Linked DNA regions of Mus musculus: regions 1 and 3 are each linked to region 2. Evidence: chromatin contacts called from public Hi-C and HiChIP or PLAC-seq data. All regions are on one chromosome and are shown on one strand. The core of a region is the stretch at or near the end of the contact, and the rest is flanking DNA. Distances in the headings are between cores, read along the strand shown.

Evidence for each region. Hi-C and Micro-C count contacts between places; a contact is called where the count stands out from the background. HiChIP or PLAC-seq counts read pairs in DNA pulled down with a chosen protein or histone mark.
Region 1: a Hi-C map of epidermal suprabasal cells shows a contact between it and region 2, with 2.2 times the contacts expected there. The contact joins the promoter of Cldn1 here to the promoter of Il1rap in region 2. A contact is called at or near these places in 2 of 39 promoter capture datasets (hippocampal neurons and liver), 3 of 484 Hi-C or Micro-C datasets (epidermal suprabasal cells, pancreatic cancer cells and uterus) and 1 of 9 other capture datasets (pancreatic islet).
Region 3: an H3K27ac HiChIP or PLAC-seq map of the NIH/3T3 cell line shows a contact between it and region 2, with 3 times the contacts expected there. The contact joins the enhancer-like site here to the promoter of Il1rap in region 2. A contact is called at or near these places in 6 of 39 promoter capture datasets (3T3-L1-derived adipocytes, the C10 cell line, hippocampal neurons and 2 more), 5 of 484 Hi-C or Micro-C datasets (brain, cerebral cortex, forebrain and 2 more), 6 of 115 datasets of contacts at active chromatin or transcription factors (the NIH/3T3 cell line, PVALB interneurons, bone marrow-derived dendritic cells and 2 more) and 3 of 9 other capture datasets (adipose tissue, liver and pancreatic islet).

The regions. Positions count from the first base shown.
Region 1 is chr16:26,370,146-26,373,194 of GRCm38.p6, forward strand. Cldn1 (claudin 1) reads right to left here and starts at 1,694. Exons shown (of 4, transcript NM_016674.4): 1 at 1,259-1,694. The coding sequence starts at 1,481.
Region 2 is chr16:26,580,073-26,583,274 of GRCm38.p6, forward strand. It overlaps Il1rap (interleukin 1 receptor accessory protein), which reads left to right and starts at 1,633. Exons shown (of 11, transcript NM_001159318.1): 1 at 1,633-1,814.
Region 3 is chr16:26,723,518-26,726,729 of GRCm38.p6, forward strand. It overlaps Il1rap (interleukin 1 receptor accessory protein), which reads left to right. Exons shown (of 11, transcript NM_001159318.1): 11 at 1-1,630. All of the region lies in intron 2 of Gm20319 (predicted gene, 20319), which reads right to left. Among named protein-coding and RNA genes, the nearest start is that of Gm20319, 30 kb to the right of the region's middle. Within about 2 kb of position 1,299, at least 6 of the 459 cell types and tissues checked have an H3K27ac peak or open chromatin away from gene starts, as enhancers often do. A contact at or near this core is called in the NIH/3T3 cell line, where this site is marked.

The DNA of each region.
Region 1 (3,049 bases), core at 444-2,943, 210 kb before region 2:
GTATAGATTACTTTTAATAGAGGAGTCCAGATGTGGAGACAAAACCATGCCAGCTGAGTACATTCTACAGGTTCTCACAGTGTCAAGCTGATTTGTGGCAGGTCTCATAACTGTAAAGTGAAGTGCTTTTGTTGGGAAGGAGGAAGAGCTCCACTCTCATAGGTCAGGGACAATGCCAGCACTGTTCACAGCAGCATTCCCAGGGGACTGTGGAGTAGCTTTGTTTAGGCAAAGGCTAAGGGAACTCTTCCTCCTGTGAGGTAAAGGGCAGGACAACCAATGTGATTTCTCCAGGAAGAGAACATGCCCTGTAGGAATTGAATGGCTTTCTGACAAAGCCCTGAAAAAAGTTTTAGCTAAAAGTGAAGGCGAATACATCTTATCACCCGTCTCCCCAGAATCAGTAGAGATACTCCTGTCTATGCATGCCTTTCTCACTTTACATATAGGACCAATGCATCAATACATAGAGATTCCATTGCGGAAGGAAAAACATGGGAATAGCCTTTCTTTTTCCTCACAGACTTCTTCCCACATGGTGACCTCAACCAGGCTGCCTCCTTCTGTGCCTTCGCTCTTGCTGCCATGCTGCTGAGTTTATTCAGAAGAGCTCTCTTCAGTGACCCACTCCCCAGATGCCACCAGTCCTTCTTATTCTAAACTTGTACCGCACAAGTTGACTCTCCTGCAAATCCTAGTCCATCCTTTGGGGGCGGGGGGGGGGGGATCTCAAGAGGTTCTTCAAGGTAGAAAACCAAAAGACCCAAAGAGTAAACCTTAGCTGTGCGTTGGAAATGCCATGAGACAACTCAGAAAGTTTCTTATTTGATATTTCAGAATCATCTAGTTAACGCTTGTAAACCTACCCAAAGTGTGCCGTTTTCTTGTTCAAACCCTATTAGAATGAATGTGCAGAAGAGGCCCAAGAACCTAAGTTCCACAGTGGTCTTCATTCTCCCAATCTCCACCCACCTTGATTAGAATTTGAGACAAAAAAAAAATCACACCTAAAAGGGCAGAAGGTGCCAAGTAGAGAGTTAGAGGCAAATCTAGGGCTTTAACCTAGGGCTTGGGTTCTTTCTGCTTTATCAGGACAGAGCACATGCTGAAAAGCCTTGACCAATTTCGAGGGTAGCCTCTGGGCTGAATGAAGCTACTACAGAGGACAAGGGCTCCAAGGCTGGGGAGTGGGGGTAGAGAGGGTGGGGGAGAGTCCAAGGATAGGGAGTGGGGAGTTGGAGGATGAGGGTGCACTCACTGTTCAGATTCAGCAAGGAGTCGAAGACTTTGCACTGTATCTGCCCGGTGCTTTGCGAAACGCAGGACATCCACAGTCCCTCGTAGATGGCCTGAGCGGTCACGATGTTGTCCCCAGCATAGGAGTAAATCTTCCACTGGGGCAGGGCAGTGCTGACGATGGAGCCGATCCATCCCAGAGAAGCCAGGATGAAACCCAGCAGCTGCAGCCCCGCGTTGGCCATGGCTCTTTCCGAGGCTCCCGCGGGCTCAGTGGCAGATGCAGAAAGTGGAGTTTGCAAGGTGCGCACCTGAGCTCCCGAAGGTGATGGGGTCTCTGCAAACAAGTTAGTGCCTATACCCTTGCTCTCTGTGCAGCTGCGGGGCGAGGCTCCTGGCTTCTGGTCCGGGTAGGCGGTGGTGGAGTCTGGAAGTGAGAAGTGGCAGAGTTCTCTGAGACGCTGAACCGCCCGGCGCTGTGATTTAAAGCAGCTCCGCCCCTCCCGGCATGCAGCGCCCCCTGGTGGTTTCGTGGCCGAATCCCCACAAAGGTCCTCGCAGGCCAGCTCCGTGGTGGATGATGATGCCCCGTGGGCTACCTGGGGACCATCTGAAGAGAATCAGGCATCCCTAACCTCTTCCCTTCGTGTCTCTCCTAGCACTTGATAGGCATTTTCTTCATTTCACTCCGTAATTAACTAATAATAAAAGTTACCTCATCTGTGTAAATGCAAAAACAACACATAAAGATGGAAAAACTGGGGGGAACTAGAAACCTATTTTCATTTTTTAGTATATTCCCAGTATTTTATTCAGGAAATGTGTCTAACTCGATATTTCTATATTCCCTTCACCCTTGGGCACCTCTTGTCTGATAGTTCCTTCTCTTTTAGGGGCCCTCTGCTCCCTTCTGTTCCTTAAGGTCATTCCATTAGATTTCTCCCATTTCTCCCATGGGTCTCAGAGATGTTGAAACTTTATAGATTAGAGAAGAGCTAACCGGAGAGTGCCTCAGGGCAGGTTTCTAGTACACTCTTAGATCTGTGTGCTTTCCACTGCATATATATATATATTGTCTTTTGGGTTTTTATTTTCCTTTTGAAAATGCAGTCCACTATCTGACACACCCAATGCATGCATGCACGGGCACAAACACACAGACACACATATACACACATACACATACACATACACATACACATACACATACACATACACTTTTTCCTTAAAGCAATTTGCTTAGCATAGTAACTCCTTATCTGAGATGCCTGACCAGCAAAGACTTATCAGATGGAATTCAGCAAGTTCCTCCACATTCTCTTCCAGGAGAAAGAGAGACACTTGGATGCATCCTAGTAGAACTTAGTCTCTGGCTTTGGAGCTGGCAGTAATCTCCCCAGGCTTTGACCTAGGCTGCCTCTTGCTGTCCTCTCTGGGTCTGTACAGCTTCCTTGCTTGTTGCTACACAGAAGCCCACATTGTGGTTGAGAATAATTAAAATGTTTTCTCAGCTGTTATTTTGTCTGTGGTGTGAGTACGGTGGAAAGAGAGGCTTCTATGGATTTAGTAAAAACAGGAGAATTGAGGGCAGAAATAAACACATGAGTGAAAACAAGGGATGCTTCCATGCATGCTAAGGAAAGTACAAGCTTGCCACAAGAAAGTTATGTGAAAAACAAAATAGAACGACAAACAAAGCCTTACTGCCCTCACTCCCATGCTCACTGTTCTCAGACCAGCTTTGTCAATGCTTAAGGATAAAGACTCAGATCTGCTGTAGTCAGGGACTTAGGGAGTAGTGATGACAACAGAA
Region 2 (3,202 bases), core at 383-2,882:
TTTTATTTGTGCTTATCACCAGTAACTTAAAAAATGTCCTAGATCATTTCTTCTTTGCATCAGTGACAATCTTATGGGCATGGAGTATGTGTCAGATATCCATACATAAAATAATAATGTAACGGCTCAATTGTCTTGAGGTCAGGAGACACAGAAGCATCTCAGTTAGTTCTTTTAGGAAGGTATTGCAGTGTGAATATGAACTCTTCCCCCATAGGTTTGTGTGTTGAATAACTGGTCTGTTTCGGGAGAGTCTGGAAATTTAGGTTCGAGCTCTAGTTTGGAGGAAGGAGGTTGGTGCAGCACGGATGTGACAGTTCTATCTGGTCCCTTGCCTTCTTCCTTCCCTGTGCTTTTGCTGGTGCAGAAAGTGATCAGCCTCTCCTCTTCCCACAATGCAACACAAAGGTACTGGAGCAGAAGAGTCAAAGTAGTTGCTTCCATCACTTAAGTTGTCCTTTCAGGTGTTTTGGTTACAGCAGTGTCACGGAAGTGTGCAAGGTTTGAACAGCCAGCATCTTTAGGAAGGCTGACCTTTCTTGGCTCTTATTTTGTTCCCAAGCACACACACCCTTTCCTTTTACACCCCTTTCCTCATTGCTTAATTGCTTCATCTGGGACTCAATTTCTCAAATAAACAAATTAATAAGACACAGTTAAGTAGTTTGAGGGTGGGGCAGACAAGGAGGTGGCAAGGAGCAAGGCCTGTGAGAAGAGACAAGTATGGTTGGCAGATTGCCTTTGTTGGGGATACTCTGAAATGAGGACCGTGTTTGAAGGGCCTTGTTCTCGAGGAGGCTTTTGAACAAGGAAACTGATGTAAGGAAGACCATTATACAGATCCTCAGATGATTACATAACTGCAGTGTATAGTAGAGATGGCAGCTAAAGCTTTTCTAAGGACCCGGTGATAGGAGAATGACGGAATAGAAAATTATTTTCTTCTGTAATCGATTATTCCATTCAATCACCAATGCATTCTTCTTTGTCAGCTTATTCGTCTTGAATGCTAGCTTTTTTGCCTCTCATTATACTAGTGGCTGATTATGATAGTGGACGATACTGATAATGTCCTACTGTCATGATGGGTGCTCTCTTTCCTGTGTCCCCTACTTCTAGCAGAGCAAGATAGGGCTCCTGACTAAGGAGAAGGCTGTGCTGCCGCTGGTTCCTGTTGCTCTAGGAACTCGACACATGGTGGGTTCTCTGGGGTGCAGCCTTAATCGACTCATGGCCATTAGTATGTGACAGGTGAATACACAGACCAAAGGAACCGTAGGCTAGGACCCACTTGGGTTGCAGGACCGCGATCTTCAGTGGAGCACAACGGTGCGCTTAGGTGTGCAGAGGCTCTGGACCTGCTCTGAGTATTTTGGTCTTGAGACCAACCGGCTGCAGGGCTAGCCCTTCCTTGCACGTTCCGCCCCAGCCCCAGTGGCCCACGCGGTGGCACCCAGCGCAGCCTGGCATCCGCCAGCGGGCGGACCCCACGCGGCTCCTCCTCGCGGCGGGCGGGACTGCCCCGCGTGCGGCCCCAACCCTAGCCTTGGGAAGCCCGGATCGCGGGCGGAGCGCGATTCACCGCGTGGGTGGAGTCTGTGACTGGATCCCAGGGCCAATCGCGCGGTGGCGGGGGAGGAGCTCCGGAGGGGGAAAAAGAAAGTGCGGCGGAAAGTAAGAGGCTAGTCGGGGAAGGCTGCCAGCATCTGGCTTTCCTAGGTTCGGCTTGGACCAGGGCGCTGAAAGAGGCAGTGGTCGGCCACCCTGCATCCATCTGGTCGCTGTCGCCGAGCCTGCTGGGCTGGCCCGATAAGGTGAGTCTTGCTCTGCAGGGAGGGCTGGGTTGAAATGGCCAGCCGCAGTAACTCCGGGTAGTAGGAATTCTTGTAGATCGTCTTCCACAACCCTTCTGGTTTACAGACAGCAAAACTGAGACACGGAGCGAGACTGTGGCCAGGCTAAACAAATCACACTACTAACTAGTAGGGCGGTCGGGGTTCGAACTTAGCAAATTGGAGGCCTATTTCGCCCGGGGCTGTGCGGGTTCTCAGGCTTTTGAGGGATCTATTTCAGGGTCCTTGTGCCTAGGGTTCTCAGGAGTGCCGCTGTAAGCTTGAGGCGAGCAGGAGGCTGTGTCCCAGCACACCCACTCCATCACATCGTAGCTCGCAGTCCCAGCTATGACAGCCCTGGGGAGAGGCTGCCAGCAAGCAGCCTTGCTAGCTCCTTTCCTGACCTGCTTTTTTTTTTTTTTTTTTTTTTTTTTTTCTTCTGAGGGACGTTCCTGCCTAGGGTCTCTTTCAGGCAGTGAGTTCAGGAAGAAGGAAGAGACTACAGGTGCTGGCCACCACTCTCCCAGCCTTGGAGATAGCAGGAACTGTTTTCCTTGAGGGGTGGGGGTGGTGGGCAGGACATGGGATGCCTGTCCTTTAGAACAGCTGGTGCCTGAAGCCTCCTTCTACCTCTAAGTCCTAATTGGGAATAGGGAAGCCTAGTTAAAGAGAAAATCAAAAACACGAAAGCGAACTTCTGCTGTTTCCATTAGGAGACAGTTGCTCCCTTCCCTCCGCAAACCCACTGATTGTGAAATTGTGAACCAAGGCGCTACGGAAAACATTAGATGCTTTTCCATGCAATAAGCTATGGTTACCAATAAGCTGAAAAGGTTATCTTCTGTCTGTGCCTTTGCCTTGTGTTGGCTGTGTAAATTTGGGCAGTTTAGCTCACCTTTCTGAGACTATTTCAAGTAGCAAAATGGACACTAGAATGCCCCCTGTGAATCCTAGGGGTAGTTAGGAGGATGAAATAGAACAGTTCAAGTGACATGTTCAGAGTGGTGCCTGGCCTGGCGACTTTGGCAAATATTGCTCTGTACTAATATTGGCTTCACTGGGTTTGAGAAGGGTTATTTTCTACTACCTTGGTGTGACTTTTTTTTTTAAATCTAAAAGTAGAATGATATTTAGCCTTTAGAGTTTGAGCATTTAAAAATATTTTTTGCATTCAATTTTGTGTGTAGGTGGGTACATGTGTGTACGTGTGTGGGGAGGTCAAAGGACTGTGTGTGTGTGTGTGTGCATGCACATGATGCACATGTGTGTGGAGGTCAAAGAAAATTTCTCAGGAATCCTATCTCTCCACCATGTGGGTGGAACTCTTCTGGTGTTCAGGTTTGGGGGCAGTCATCCTTACCTGGCAGGCC
Region 3 (3,212 bases), core at 49-2,548, 140 kb after region 2:
GCTCAACAGCAAACCGCCAGCACATTTGTGTCCCCAGGGACCAAATCTTTCCATAGGAATCCCTGCTTCCCATTGCCCCCTGTAAATAGTATGCTTTTTGTCATTGGTCTCAATAAAGGTATATTTTTATGCCATGCCTTTTGTACTAACATATTTTTAATGTCCTCTCCTCAATTTGCATTTTCTGGCATTTATATTCAAATCCAGAGAACATTACATTTCAGAAAATTGAGATTTAATAGGAATGGTGAGGGATATTTGTTGTGGTGGTTGTTTTTTGTTTGTTTGTTTTGTTTTCTGATGTGAATTGGACCTCTATAAGAAGTTGAGTTTAAGTAAGAATCATGTTTTGTTCAAATGATAGAAAATTTCATTGGCAAGGAACTGTAGGTAGATTTTGGTGCCTGCAGCCGTTCTTCACAATTCTGAAATTAGATGTTGAGTTCAAATTCCTCCAAGGGCCAGAAGGTGAGAGAAAGGGGGAACAAAGGAGCAGATGCAAGTCTAACACCCATAGGCTTGATTGAACACCAAGGACAAAGAGCAGCTTCAGACAAGTAGGGTCTTTCTGCAGTCAGTCACATGCCAACCAAAGGTCCATGGCACATGGCCTTCAAGCCAGGACCTATCAGGCACCCTTGAGCATGCAGATGACTAAAGAACACATGAGTGTTTCCCCACCTCTGTTTGGTTGTTGCCACTGAATCAGCTTCTGCGTGGCAACTTGTGCAATTTCTTTCACAAGTTTCAAAACATAAATATGTGAATATATGTTTTCAATTAAATCCTGGCTTAAATTTGTAAAATAAAGTCAAAGAATCAAAACAAACAAACATTAAAAAAAAAAAAAACTCTCAGCTAAAGAATATATGCTGAAATAGGGGTCCAAGTGCCTCAGGCAACTGTGACCTGAGGACAACGCAAGTAAGAACATATGGGAAATGTATATTCCTTCTCCAAGCTGAAAACATCTGGCCTTCATAATAGTGTTGGTCTGATGAATCCTCCAGCCCAGGAAACAGCTGAGAATCCTGTCTCCTCTTTCAGTTCCATATGTTGCCTGCTTACTCTAGGAAAGTTACAAGCACAAAAACCAATGTTTCTAAAGAGAAGCAGATCTAAAACCGTAGTAGGTGACATTAGATGGGAGGTGTCACTACGTTACAGCAGCCTCTACTGCTAGTGAGTTTGGCCCCGAGCCAGCCTCTCAATCAAAGGCAAAGGAAGTGATACAGAGTTAAGACATGCATGGAAAGCCTTCATTTCATCTGTTTGACTAGAACTCCCACTGTCGAAAACATTCCTTATGATGGAATATGTACCTAGCTGTGATACACAGCAGAAATGACTCAGCTCAATGCAGAGTTCTCATTTCACATTGCATCACCTTTAGAAGAGATGTTCAAAGGCTTCATGTTAGCCATCAGAAAGTGGATAATAGACATGACTTCAAATTCTATGAGAGAGAAGGCTGTGGCTCACAACTGTCTGCAACTCACATTCTGGAGAATCCAATTACATTTTACTTCTAGGGATTCCAATACATAAGTGGTGCACATACATACACTTGGTACACATATACACAAAAATAAAAGTAAATAATTAATTGCTAATTAAAGTATTAGTAGATAAAGAAAAGAAAAATTCTTGTATGTATACAATGAAAGATAATCATATCTAACACTAGCCATTTTCTTTAACCAGCTCTTCCTTGATCCTGGTAAGTTTGTGTCCCAATTTCAAGTCTTAAAAAAAAAATCACACACAAAGTACAGCTACCAATACATGTATGAATGTAGGGCCATCCACTGGAGCAGAAGCCACTAGTAACACTATTTTAAATAAGGATTATTCTGTCTAAAATTTTGGGGGGATCAACAACTTGTCCACCATCATGCTAGAATTTAGTTGGATTTTGCCATTAAAGCTGCTATGAGTTTTAAGTGTAATAAACATGCCATATCTAAAACAAACTGTGTCCCACCCATCTCTATCATTCTCCAGCATATAAATGTGTATATATATATATAATATATATATATATATATGCATGTATGTATATGCATGTACATATATGCATTCTGTTTCCTCTTCCATAGTGTTGCTTAAGTTTCACAGGGCTATTATAAAGGTGCCCTATTTAGGGTTGAATATTTCTAATCATGTATTCTTATCAATAGGACTAGTGATGATTATCTGCACAGACTCCATCCCACTGTACAAGAGCTTTTCTGATCAAAGCTGAAAGCATCACAGGTCCATTGTTTTAAATATATAGCTTATTAGACAACCTGACCATTTAACAATATAACAGTGGTAAGTTCTACCAGTGAGTCTCCACAGCCATGAGATTAGACCATATTTTAAATACTAGAAATGTATTAAATACCAGTCATGCAGCAGGCCTCAAATCCAATCGGAAAATAATTCATCATCCCATAAGCCCTATGTCTCTATTCAACAGTGGGTATATCTTGCCTGGGGGGCTGGTAATGTATCCTCAGGGTTCAGTGCTAAGTAAGACAATTGTGGTGTCTTTTCTCTCCAGCAGCCTGCAATAGCAACTTGTGACCTTATGAAAGCTAGGCAGCAGGGAAAGGAGTTCCTGGTAGGTGTGAGATTGATTTCCCTGGGTCCTACAGACAAAGTATTTACACTCAGCTTCTTGGGAGATAAAAATAAAACAAACAACAGAAGCCAGAGCTATAAACATAAAATATAAGTTCTTTTAAATAACTATGTAATTTTGGTACTCTCAAAGCTAAATTTTGATATTGATTATCTTTGAAGATTTTAAGTACAGGTTTTCTTTGAAGATGTTAAGTACAGGCTTAGAAACATAAAGTCATATTTCAGAGCATTTGGCTACATAAGAGTCTGAAAGATCATGACCTACATATTCAGCATATGAAGGCTCAGAAATGAATGTGATTATTCCTTAACCATCATCCAATAATAAAGTTATATTCACTGTCATATATTTTAACAATGAAAATAATAAGAATTTTTCTCATGGGCTATGACTACTTATCACTGAAGTGGCATAATTATTGGTTAAATATACATACCAATATGTAAGAAATATTGTCTATTTAGAAACATGAAATTAAAGTCAAATTCATCCTTCCTTCTCTCTTTTCTCTTGAAGTATGATCTTTCTGTGCCTTGATGTTCTGCTATCTAAAATGAATCTAATAATATTAATCTCACTG